Regions from separate parts of the Mus musculus genome. Here region 1 is linked to region 2. Evidence: chromatin contacts called from public promoter capture Hi-C data. All regions are on one chromosome and are shown on one strand. Each heading gives the region's core, a stretch centred on a gene start, on an enhancer-like site or on the middle of the called end of the contact. The rest is flanking DNA. Distances are from core to core; before and after follow the strand shown.

Evidence for each region. Promoter capture Hi-C pulls out the DNA fragments that hold promoters and counts their contacts.
Region 1: a contact with region 2 is called in a promoter capture Hi-C map of embryonic stem cells, with 3 times the contacts expected there. The contact joins two enhancer-like sites. A contact is called at or near these places in 5 of 39 promoter capture datasets (embryonic stem cells and stem cell-derived epiblast-like cells), 7 of 484 Hi-C or Micro-C datasets (embryonic stem cells, gonadal supporting cells and myocytes), 6 of 115 datasets of contacts at active chromatin or transcription factors (embryonic hindbrain, embryonic stem cells, forebrain and 1 more) and 1 of 9 other capture datasets (embryonic stem cells).

What each region holds. Positions count from the first base shown.
Region 1 is chr4:132,152,072-132,156,871 of GRCm38.p6, forward strand. No RefSeq gene overlaps it. Among named protein-coding and RNA genes, the nearest start is that of Oprd1, 10 kb to the left of the region's middle. Within about 2 kb of position 3,375, at least 21 of the 459 cell types and tissues checked have an H3K27ac peak or open chromatin away from gene starts, as enhancers often do. A contact at or near this core is called in embryonic stem cells, where this site is marked.
Region 2 is chr4:131,899,063-131,904,244 of GRCm38.p6, forward strand. It overlaps Srsf4 (serine and arginine-rich splicing factor 4), which reads left to right. Exons shown (of 6, transcript NM_020587.2): 5 at 1,000-1,089; 6 at 1,203-2,663. The coding sequence ends at 2,010. It overlaps Gm12992 (predicted gene 12992), which reads right to left. Exons shown (of 5, transcript NR_102393.1): 5 at 416-4,299. It also overlaps the pseudogene Gm12978. Among named protein-coding and RNA genes, the nearest start is that of Gm12992, 18 kb to the right of the region's middle. Within about 2 kb of position 2,374, at least 14 of the 459 cell types and tissues checked have an H3K27ac peak or open chromatin away from gene starts, as enhancers often do. A contact at or near this core is called in embryonic stem cells, where this site is marked.

The DNA of each region.
Region 1 (4,800 bases), core at 2,125-4,624, 250 kb after region 2:
AGGAAATGTTCTCCAGTGAGGCCTCTGGGAGGTGATTGGATCATAAGTAAGTTACCACATCAATGGCAAAGTCTTAGCATGATACACACACACACATTCAGGGGTGGTGGAGACCTTAGACTCAAGGCCTAATGGGAGGAAGGGGTCAATGGAGATGTGCTCATGAAAGAGATATTTTTATTTTATTTTATTTTATTTTATTTGTTTTTCAGTGCAGGGTTTCTTTGTGTCCCTCTTGCTATCCCTTTCTCTATGTAAACCAGGCTGGCCCTGAACTCACAGGGACCCTCCTGCCTCTGCCTCTTGACTGCTGTGTCAGGATCTGTCTAGGAAAGTCTATGGCAAGCAAAGGAGTTTCCTGGAGATGGCTCACTGTTCTGTGTGGCTATGATGGATGCACTCTGGAGAGGCACAGCCCCAGAGACTTCATCCTAGGAGTGCTTCTCACTGTTGAGATGTCTTTCCTGCCACTATTACACAGCACAATGATTCCTGGGCATCAGCCCACACTATTGGGCAGATCTCCTGCAGAATCAGTACGAAGATGTACTTTCATGTAGTAATGATATGTAGGTGAACTGATGATTTCATAATTTCTGATAATGATTTTATAGAACTCCTAAATTGATACAAGTAATTTCAAGTCTCCTATAGAATGAAAGTTGCGATTAGAGCTTTGTAAACCTTCATGTGTCATGGGATAATTGCACTAGGGAACAACAACAACAACAAAAACAAAAACAAAAAAACCAGGCTTGGAACAAATTTACAATCAATGAAAACATTCCTTCTACTCTAGGAATGAGGCTACTATCTGGTAACTAAAGGTCATAAACTGGGAATGGACAATCGATTGTAGGTGCGAGGACAGAAAATAAATGATGGGCTAGTTTATCCATACAAGACTGTGGGGCAGTGAGAGGTAGCCTGGTCCTCAGTTGAGCTAAAGACTTTGAAGCCCTGAGAATCCTTAAGGGATGGTAGAAGCTTCACCTGCTCCTGGGCACCAGGCCCCTGGCACTAGCTGCAGCCCCACCCCCACCCCGCCCTAGATTTGTGGCTATCAGTCACATAAGGGCAATGCCCTAAGCCCTTCCACATGTAGATGAGGTATCTGTAACATCTCAGACCAAGTCAATAGGAAAAAAGATGTGACCTATGGTCACATAGGTTCCAGAGCTCTCCATTCTAATGAGGTACAAAGAGGCCTGGAGGGCATAGCCAATAAGCTTTCCTTTCCAGACATTCCTCCCTGAAAAAGGCCCACCCTGAGAAGTGGGGTATGGTTTTACCTCCACTTCCCACCATGACAATAAATGATTGGGAACTACAAACTGTCTCTTTTCATTGGGATCTGCCATGGGGAGCCATGGAGAAGGCCTTTACCTACGGAGCCACTGTCTAATCTCCCATATAAGGCCTCTGCACTCCCAGCCACAAGCCGGAGCCCTCCTTCCCATCCCCTGCCCCCAGCCCTGGGCTAGATCCAGCTCTTGGGCTCAAATTCTGTTCTCAGCTCTTCTGCGACTTCCAGCAGCCCCTGGGTGTCCAAGAGCCTGGGAACCCTGGGCCCCAGCTCCAGTTGTCCCATGCCTCAGACTGCACTTTCCCACCCTGAGTGGGCCTTAGCACCTCCCTATGGCCCAGCACCAGTCAAACTCCGCGTATTCTGTACCCTAAGAAGCTGTACCCTGTGGCAGAGAAGACAAGACTTCAAAATAATAAGACACAAGGCAGACGATTTGTCTCTTGTCGAAACTGTGCTAACTTATGACATAAAAATTCTTGCCTGAAACTTATAATGAACTACTGGAGCTAGTAACAAGTACTCAATGTTTAGTCAGATACTAGTCTTACTGGAAAGACGTGTAAACAATTCTGCTGCAACTCTGTAAGTTTTATCAATCTATGGCATGAACTATGGTCTTAAACTTACTATGAAGTTATGGAATATAAACATTTTTAGAAAACCGTGTGATCAATTATCCTGAGAAAGTATAAAAACTAAGAACTATAGTGAAGCAAGCAAGGGTCCAGCCTTCGGCTTCATCTGCTGTGTGTGTCTCTGTGTACGCCTCAACTTTCTCTCTTTTCCTCTCTTTCCTTTTCTCTCTGGCTCACAAAGAGTTAAGGAACTCCAGGCCTCTTGCCTGGCCAGTGAGAGACCTCAGTCAAAGAGAGAGAATCCAAGTATCTATTTTCCCCTGCTGCTATCAGTAGAAGTTAATTGCCAGGAGCCAGCTGCTTTGGGACCTGGAATAGCAAGAAAAAGTTAAATTGCCAGAAGACATCAGCTTCTGGCTCTAGAGATAGAGACAGAGTCAAAAGTCAACAGCTTTGGCCCTGATCACTAATGCCCCCCCAGCTACCTTCCCCATGTACCCAAACTGGATGCCAAGCTGGACCCCAGCAGTGCTGGGATTAAAGGTGTACCACTACTACCCAGCAAAGGAGAGATTTTTGCCCTGGCCTAGTTAGCTTTTTTCTTTCTGCATCCCAGCTTCCCACACACTGCCCACCATCACGCTCTGTCACAGGTGAAGCCAGAAGCTGAAATAAATAAATCTTTCCACCAGGTGTGGGGTTTGAAGCCAGGTAGGCATGAGCGTCTGCTATTATCATTCCTTTGGTAGATGTTGGGTCTCCTGCCTGCCCAAGCCAACTTCTACAGATATCTTGCTCCCGAGCTATGGATATATTACATAGCACCTGTCTGGCTTTCATCAGGCCCTGAGTTCAATCCCTTGTACCAAAAGGAGGAGGAGGAGGAGGAGGAGGAAGAGGAGGAGGAGGAGGAGGAGGAGGAGGAGGAGGAGGAGTAGTAGTAAACTCTTCTCATCTCCAGGTTTACCTGAATGGCTATGAGGATTTTGGCCTTATCAGGTTGACTGGAAATCTCAGCTCAGCTCTTGGCAGAGGTGCCAAATGTGTGTGACCCCAACACCTAGGCTCCTACCTCCCAGAGCAAAGCTGGTTGCCTCTGACCACCCTCTCTCTCCAGTATATAGGGGATCACTCCCTTGGAAACCAGGAAATCCTTGTGTTTGTTCCCACTCTTTGTTTTGGGGGTGGGGCATTCTGACTGTGTAGCCAGGGTTGGCCTTGAACTCACACTCCCCCTGCCTTTGTCTTCTAAGTGCTGGGGGTTTAGACGTGAACATCACACCTCCACCTCTGTTACAGTACAGAGCAGACAAAAGCCCTCCAAATCTAACTGAAAACTTTGGGCTGGGCTTGGTGTTTAACACCATCCCTAACTTCAGGGGCAAAACCCAAAACTGGATGGGAAATCCGGGGCCAGCCCAGGGCATCAGAAGGCGTCAGTCAGCCACGGGAGCAACAGCAATCACTGCAGTAGTCAGAGCTGAAAGGAAACTCCCCGGGGAAGCTATTAGCAATTTAGTACGTGGGAATGTGGCTCCCACCTGCCAGAAAGACAAATCTGCCTGGTGCAAAATACAGCAGCTGGCTTGCCTCTTAGCAGCTCCCCTGGGCTGCCTTTCAGTCCACCTCCATCTGTGAGCCCCTGGAGGGAAGAGGAATGTGAAGATGACCATAAAATAATAACCACTCTCACTTGCAAAGCACTTTTGGCTTCCCAGAGCACTTGCACATCAGTAGCTTCTCTCGACAGCATCCCTGATACCGAGGTCAGATTTCCTTATTTCATCTCATCGCCAGAGAGTTGGACATCTTCAGAGCCTGGATGAGATCAGGAGAGCATCCAACAAACGAGAGAAAAAAAATATAAGATTGGCGCCTACCATCTGGTTGCTGACGGTAGGATCTGAGACTCAAGGAGAGACTATGATTAAGATCCACTGTGTGTATGTAGGAAATCCTTAAAGACAATAAAAATACTATATTAAAAACAAAACTAGCGCCGGGCATGGTGGCGCACGCCTTTAATCCCAGCACTTGGGAGGCAGAGGCAGGCGGATTTCTGAGTTCGAGGCCAGCCTGGTATACAAAGTGAGTTCCAGGACAGCCAGGGCTACACAGAGAAACCCTGTCTTGAAAAACAAACAAAAAACAAAACTGGCTGGGCAGTGGTGGTGAATGCCTTTAATCCAAGCACTTGGGGAAGCAGAGATAGCTAGTCTACAGGGTGAATCCCAGGCCAGCTACACAAAGAGACCCTGTCTCAAGAAAATTAGAAGCAAAACAAAATGCAAAAGAGAGGTTCATTCTTTCCTTTTACAGTTATGAGTGTTTTGCCTGCATGTATTTCTGTGCACCACGTGTGTCCATGGTGCCCAGTGGAGGTCAGAAGAGGGCGTCAGATCCCCTAAAACTGGAGTTACAGACTCCCATGTGGGTGCTGGGAATTGAACCTGGGTCCTCTGGAAGAGCAACTACTGCTCTTGACCATTGTGCCATCTCTGTAATCCCTGAGACTAATTCTTGACTACTCTCTTTTTCTATCTTTAAAAAAAAATTGTTTTACTTATATCTTGTGTGTGTGGTATATGTGTGTAGTGTGTGTGTGTGTTTGTATAGTATATATGTGTAGTGCATAAGGCATGTATATCCCAGGTCAGAGGACAATCTGGGAGGGTTGGTTCTCTCCTTCTGCCCTGTGAGACCCAGGGTTCAAACTGGCTGGCAGGCTTAGTAGCCTTTCCTGCCAAGCCATCTTGCTGGGCCTGTTTCTGCCTCTCAACGGCTGCCAGTTCTGTAGTGGTCTCCTCTGACCTTCAATTCTTGCTGAATCTGTTGACATGGCTGTTGTCTCTACATGCAGCCCTGCAGACTTGCGGCCAGTAGGCAGTCTGACTACAGGCCCTCCCCCCCCACATG
Region 2 (5,182 bases), core at 1,124-3,623:
ACTCGTTTGCTTTTCATGCCAGTGGACTTGACTGCTTCCCCACACCTCTCCTGTGCGCACTGTTAGACCTAAAGGTTGAAAGACCAGTGTGCAAATATGTTTGCAGTATTCTCTCTCTTTTCTTTCCTTCCTTTGTGTGTATTTCATACATTGTAAGTTATAGCACTAATCTAAAAGTCCCCAAGAACACAATACATAACTGTCTTCACCAAATATCCAAGCCATGTTTATATTTACGCAGTTGCTCCATGGGTATTTTTATGCTGTAGTGTTTCCTGGCCGGGATCCAGCTCAGTCGTGTAGCAGAAGGCTGTTTCGTCTCTAACCTGAAACAGTCCACCTCCTGTCTGTGAGCACAAGTGCACCACTGCCAAACTATTATGTAGAGCGGGGCTTCGTTTTTTTCTTTTGTTTTGTTTGTTCATTGAAGGAATGAATGTCTTGGTTGACTCTAGATAGCCTTTTTTAATATAATTAGACAATCTTTTATATAATTAAAATTTGGGGTTGGGGTGTTTGGCCTGCATGTGTGTCTGTATTATGTGTGTACCTGCTACCTGCCAAGGCTAGATGATGTATCCGTTCCCCTGAGACTGGAGTTACAGCTATGAAACACCATGTTGGTGCTGGGCATCAAACCTGAGTCCTCTGCAGGATCAGCAAGTGGTCTCCATATCACGGGCATGCCTAGTATCTGCTGAGCTCAGGAGGGTGTTGGATCCCTGGAACTAGAGTTACAGATGATTGTGAGCCACCATGTAGGTGCTGGGATTGAACCCTGGTCCTCTCCAAAAACCACTGAGCAAATGTCAAACCCCTTACAGGCAATTTAAATTGTCTTTTTTTCTAACGCCTTTAATCCCAGGGCTCAAGAAGTCGAAGCAGGTGAATTTCTGTGAGTTCAGGCCAGCCTGCTCTACCTAGCAAGTTCCGGGCTAGCCAAGGTTACTGGCACCTTGTCTCAAAAACTATGTTGTTTTTTGTTTTTCTGCACCACAGGTCTCGCTCTCGAAGCAGACATTCCCGGAAGAGCAGAAGCCGGAGTGGTAGCAGTAAAAGCAGCCATTCGAAGAGCCGGTCTCGATCCAGGTGGGCCTGCAGCTCCCCTGCTCCCACGCCCCACACGCATGCCCGTGCTCTCTCCAGTTCCTGACAGAAAGTGGCTAGTCACCCATTACTCACCCGGCTCCTCTGTCTTCCAGGTCAGGTTCCCACTCCCGCAGCAAGAGCCGCAGTCGCAGTCAGAGCCGCAGCCGCAGTAAGAAGGAGAAAAGCCGGAGCCCCAGCAAAGACAACAAGAGCCGCAGTCGCAGCCGCAGCCCTGACAAGAGCCGCAGTAAGAGTAAAGACCACGCCGAGGACAAGCTCCAAAACAACGACAGCGCCGGCAAAGCCAAGAGCCACAGCCCCAGCCGCCATGACAGTAAAAGTCGGAGCAGGAGCCAGGAGAGGAGAGCAGAGGAGGAGAGGCGAAGGAGCGTGAGCAGGGCTCGCAGCCAGGAGAAGAGCCGCAGCCAGGAGAAGAGCCTTCTCAAGAGCCGCAGCCGCAGCCGGAGCAAGGTGGGCAGCCGGAGCCGCAGCCGCAGCAAGGACAAGCGGAAGGGAAGGAAGAGAAGCAGGGACGAAAGTCGAAGCCGCAGCCGCAGCAAGAGCGAGCGCAGCCGAAAACACAGCAGCAAGCGGGACAGCAAAGTCAGTAGCAGCAGCAGCAAGAAGAAGAAGGACACCGACCACTCCCGGTCACCGTCCCGCTCGGTGTCAAAGGAGCGCGAACATGCCAAGGCAGAGTCTGGCCAGAGGGAAAGCCGGGCAGAGGGTGAGAGCGAGGCCCCCAATCCAGAGCCCCGGGCCAGGTCAAGATCCACCTCCAAATCCAAACCCAATGTCCCGGCAGAGTCGCGCTCCAGGTCAAAATCGGCTTCAAAAACACGCTCTCGGTCCAAGTCTCCATCCAGGTCTGCTTCCAGGTCGCCCTCCCGGTCTAGATCCAGGTCCCACTCAAGGTCCTAACTGGCTCTGCCACGCTGGAACTGCCGAGAAGTGTTTTGTACATGTTGGTAGCCGTAGCACAAGAGTGAAGTAGAACACCCGTCACTGCTGTACATTAACTCCCTAAAGGTGTGTCTCAGTTGTTCAATCTCAGTGCTTCCTCGGTCAGCCTCCAGGCGCCAGGCCTTCCCGCTCTACTGAAAGCAGCTCCTCAGACCTCCCCTTACTCACAGTAGGACACCCAGACGCCTGCCTTTCAGGCCTGGCCACGGCTATAGGGAGCTCGGCACCCAGACGGCTGGCTTCTCAGGCTGGAGTGATGGCGTAGGTAGGTGTGCTGAGCTCAGCCGTCTGCCCTTGAATCGATGCCCTTTGATGTGTGCCACGTAGTGAAAGTGCAAGTCTTCAGTCTCCCACCACTTCGGTTTCCTGTTTCTGGACTTACCAACGTTGTGAATAGCACAGTGGAGAGAAACGGATCCCTGCGTAGCCCCTAGGAAGTAACACTGTAGGAGCTCCACATTCTGGTATTGTGATTATATTGTTTTATATTAAAAGGAAAGATTTTTTTTAATTTTATTTTTCCCCGTCTTGCAAAGTATAGTGACCCCTGTTTCCATTAAATTTGAATAAAGACTATTTTTGCTTGACAAAATTTCACCGCGCTTGAATCTAAATGGCATTTCCTGGTGTGTCATCTGTCCTGCTGTTTTCCCTGTGGTGAGAAGCAATATTTCCCAAAGGAATATTCACCCAGCAGAATGAAGGCAAGTCCCCAAGAGTCTGGGGTTCTGGGGTTCTCTTGAGAAGCTGTGGTCAAGCTGAGGAGAAGTGAGGCCATTTGGAAGCCGTGTCGCCTGTGAGTTCTTCATGAGCAGAGGGGGTTCTGGTGCCTGTCGGTCTTGTCATGATCCTCTTGTCACCGTAAAATCTGCACCGGAAACCAGGGGTATGCCACTGGAATACCATGCCCCAGTCATTCTCGCACTAATTGTCATAGCTCAGGAGGTGCCTGAGATGGTGCTGAGGGGTGGCACGTGTGGCAAGGTGGATCCTGGCCTCCTTAGTGCATGGGCCAACCTGGGAGCTATGCAGGCGTCTGTTGGGATCTGTCCCTAGAGTTCACACTGCTTGTCCATAAGCCAGACCTACAGGGCCTGGAAATACAAAATCAGATGGTTTTCTCCCTTCCCGGAGTCCATGACCTGCCTGTAAATGGTCAGCACTAAGGGCAAGTGGGCCTTCTGAGAAGGCAGCCTCCCTCAGTGGTAAAAAGCACAGGCCATGTGGGTTTGACTAAGTGGTAGTTAAGCCCAGCAGTGATGGTGCCCAGAGGAAGTATGGGGAGGAGCTTGAGTGCAGGGGGCGGGGTCTGTATGGGCAGCACAAGACGTCAGGCCAGGCGGTGGTGGCACACACCTTTAATCCCAGCAATTCGGTGGCCAGTCTGATCTACAGAGTGAGTCTCAGGACAACCAGGGCTACACAGAGAAACACTATCCAAAAAAAAAAAAAAATGTTATGGAGTGTGGTCAGGAGAGGGTATAAAAGACCAGTGAGACATGGCAGTGGGAGATTTGGATGGCCATTCTGAGCTCTTGGAGAAGTAGGTGAATTGGGTCAGATTGGACCATGGAATCCCAGGACAGACCAGGCAGCCAAACTAAAAAACCTCCCAGACTCTTGAACTCACCTTCCCTTTATCTGGGTTCATCAGTGCAGCATCCTGACAAGGATGCTAACACGGCTGCTTCTTATTCTCTGGGAACGTAATGTGCAAGGCGGTGGCGTTCTCGGCATATGGGTTCGTCTGCACAGTCCCCATGGGATTCAGCATTTCTTCCAGCTCGTCAGGAAACGAAGACCAGCTATGCAATATGACGTCTCCAGACCTCAGCTGTCCTTTGAAGTCAAAAACCATGGTATTTACCCATGCGACAGGATAATGCACTTTCCCGGCTTTCCTGATGGTCTGATACTTAGAGGGATTAATAGTCTTTGTTGATTTCTTCGTTTTTACTTTATCCAAAACTGCATAAACAGCAAAACATAATCGAGCCATTCTTGGTAAGTCACAAATATTAATATCAAATTCCAGTTGTTCATTCCAAATATGGTCGTTCTTTCCTGATATCTCTGAGCTTACGACGGTTTTACACAGGAGCTCGGTTCCGTGAAAAAGCCCAGCTCGGACATGAACTTTCACAGTTTCTTCTGTATTAAGCTTATTTCCTTTAACCAAGGTAATTTGGAAAGGGTTGCATCATACATGTGATGTTCCATCAATCCTGGAGGGCTCCTCACTTTACCCTGTAAGAATGGGGATGTGGACATTTTATATTTCCATTTAGTTTTTTGTATGAATGTTTTGTTTTGGGGGGAATTTTTTTGTTTGTATTTTTTTTCTTGTTTTTTTGTTTTCGAGACAGGGTTTCTCTGTATAGCCCTGGCTGTCCTGGAACTCACTTTGTAGACCAGGCTGGCCTCGAACTCAGAGATCCGCCTGCCTCTGCCTCCTGAGTGCCGGGATTAAAGGTGTGCGCCACCACGCCTGGCTGATGATTTTTTTTTTTTTTTAAAGAAGAGTTTATTTTATGTATATGACTACACTGTAGCTGTCTTCAGACACACCAAAAGAGGGCATCAGATGATTGTGAGCCACCATGTGGTTGCTGGGAATTGAACTCAGGACCTCTGGAAGAGCAGTCAGTGCTCTTAACCACTGAGCCACCTCTCCAGCCCTGTATGGCTTGTGTGTGCCTGGTGCTACAGAGGCCAGGACCTCCCTGAAACAGGAGTTACAGGTGATAGTGAGGCACACGGGCTGGGTACTGAACCCAGATCCTTGGTAAGAGCAGCAAGTTCTTTGAACTATCTCTGCAACTCCTAATTTTTTGTTAAAAATTCATATATTTAACTCATAACTTTTCCATCTCACAATGTAAGCTTTGTTCCTGTTTGGCTTTGTTTAAAAGCCAAAAAGTTACATTTCTCCAGTGAGCTCTGTGGTGGACATTGGGAATTTTTAGTCATGGATTCTAACTGCTGATCTTTTGGGGCAACCATATGAAAATTCTGTATGCACCCAGGTCCCTGGTGGTGGGCTCTCCTGGCATTCTCATAACAGGAAGCTCTGAATAAAGACGCCCAAGCAAGATGTGAGGTGCCCTCTGTCTGCAGTGGAAGACACAGA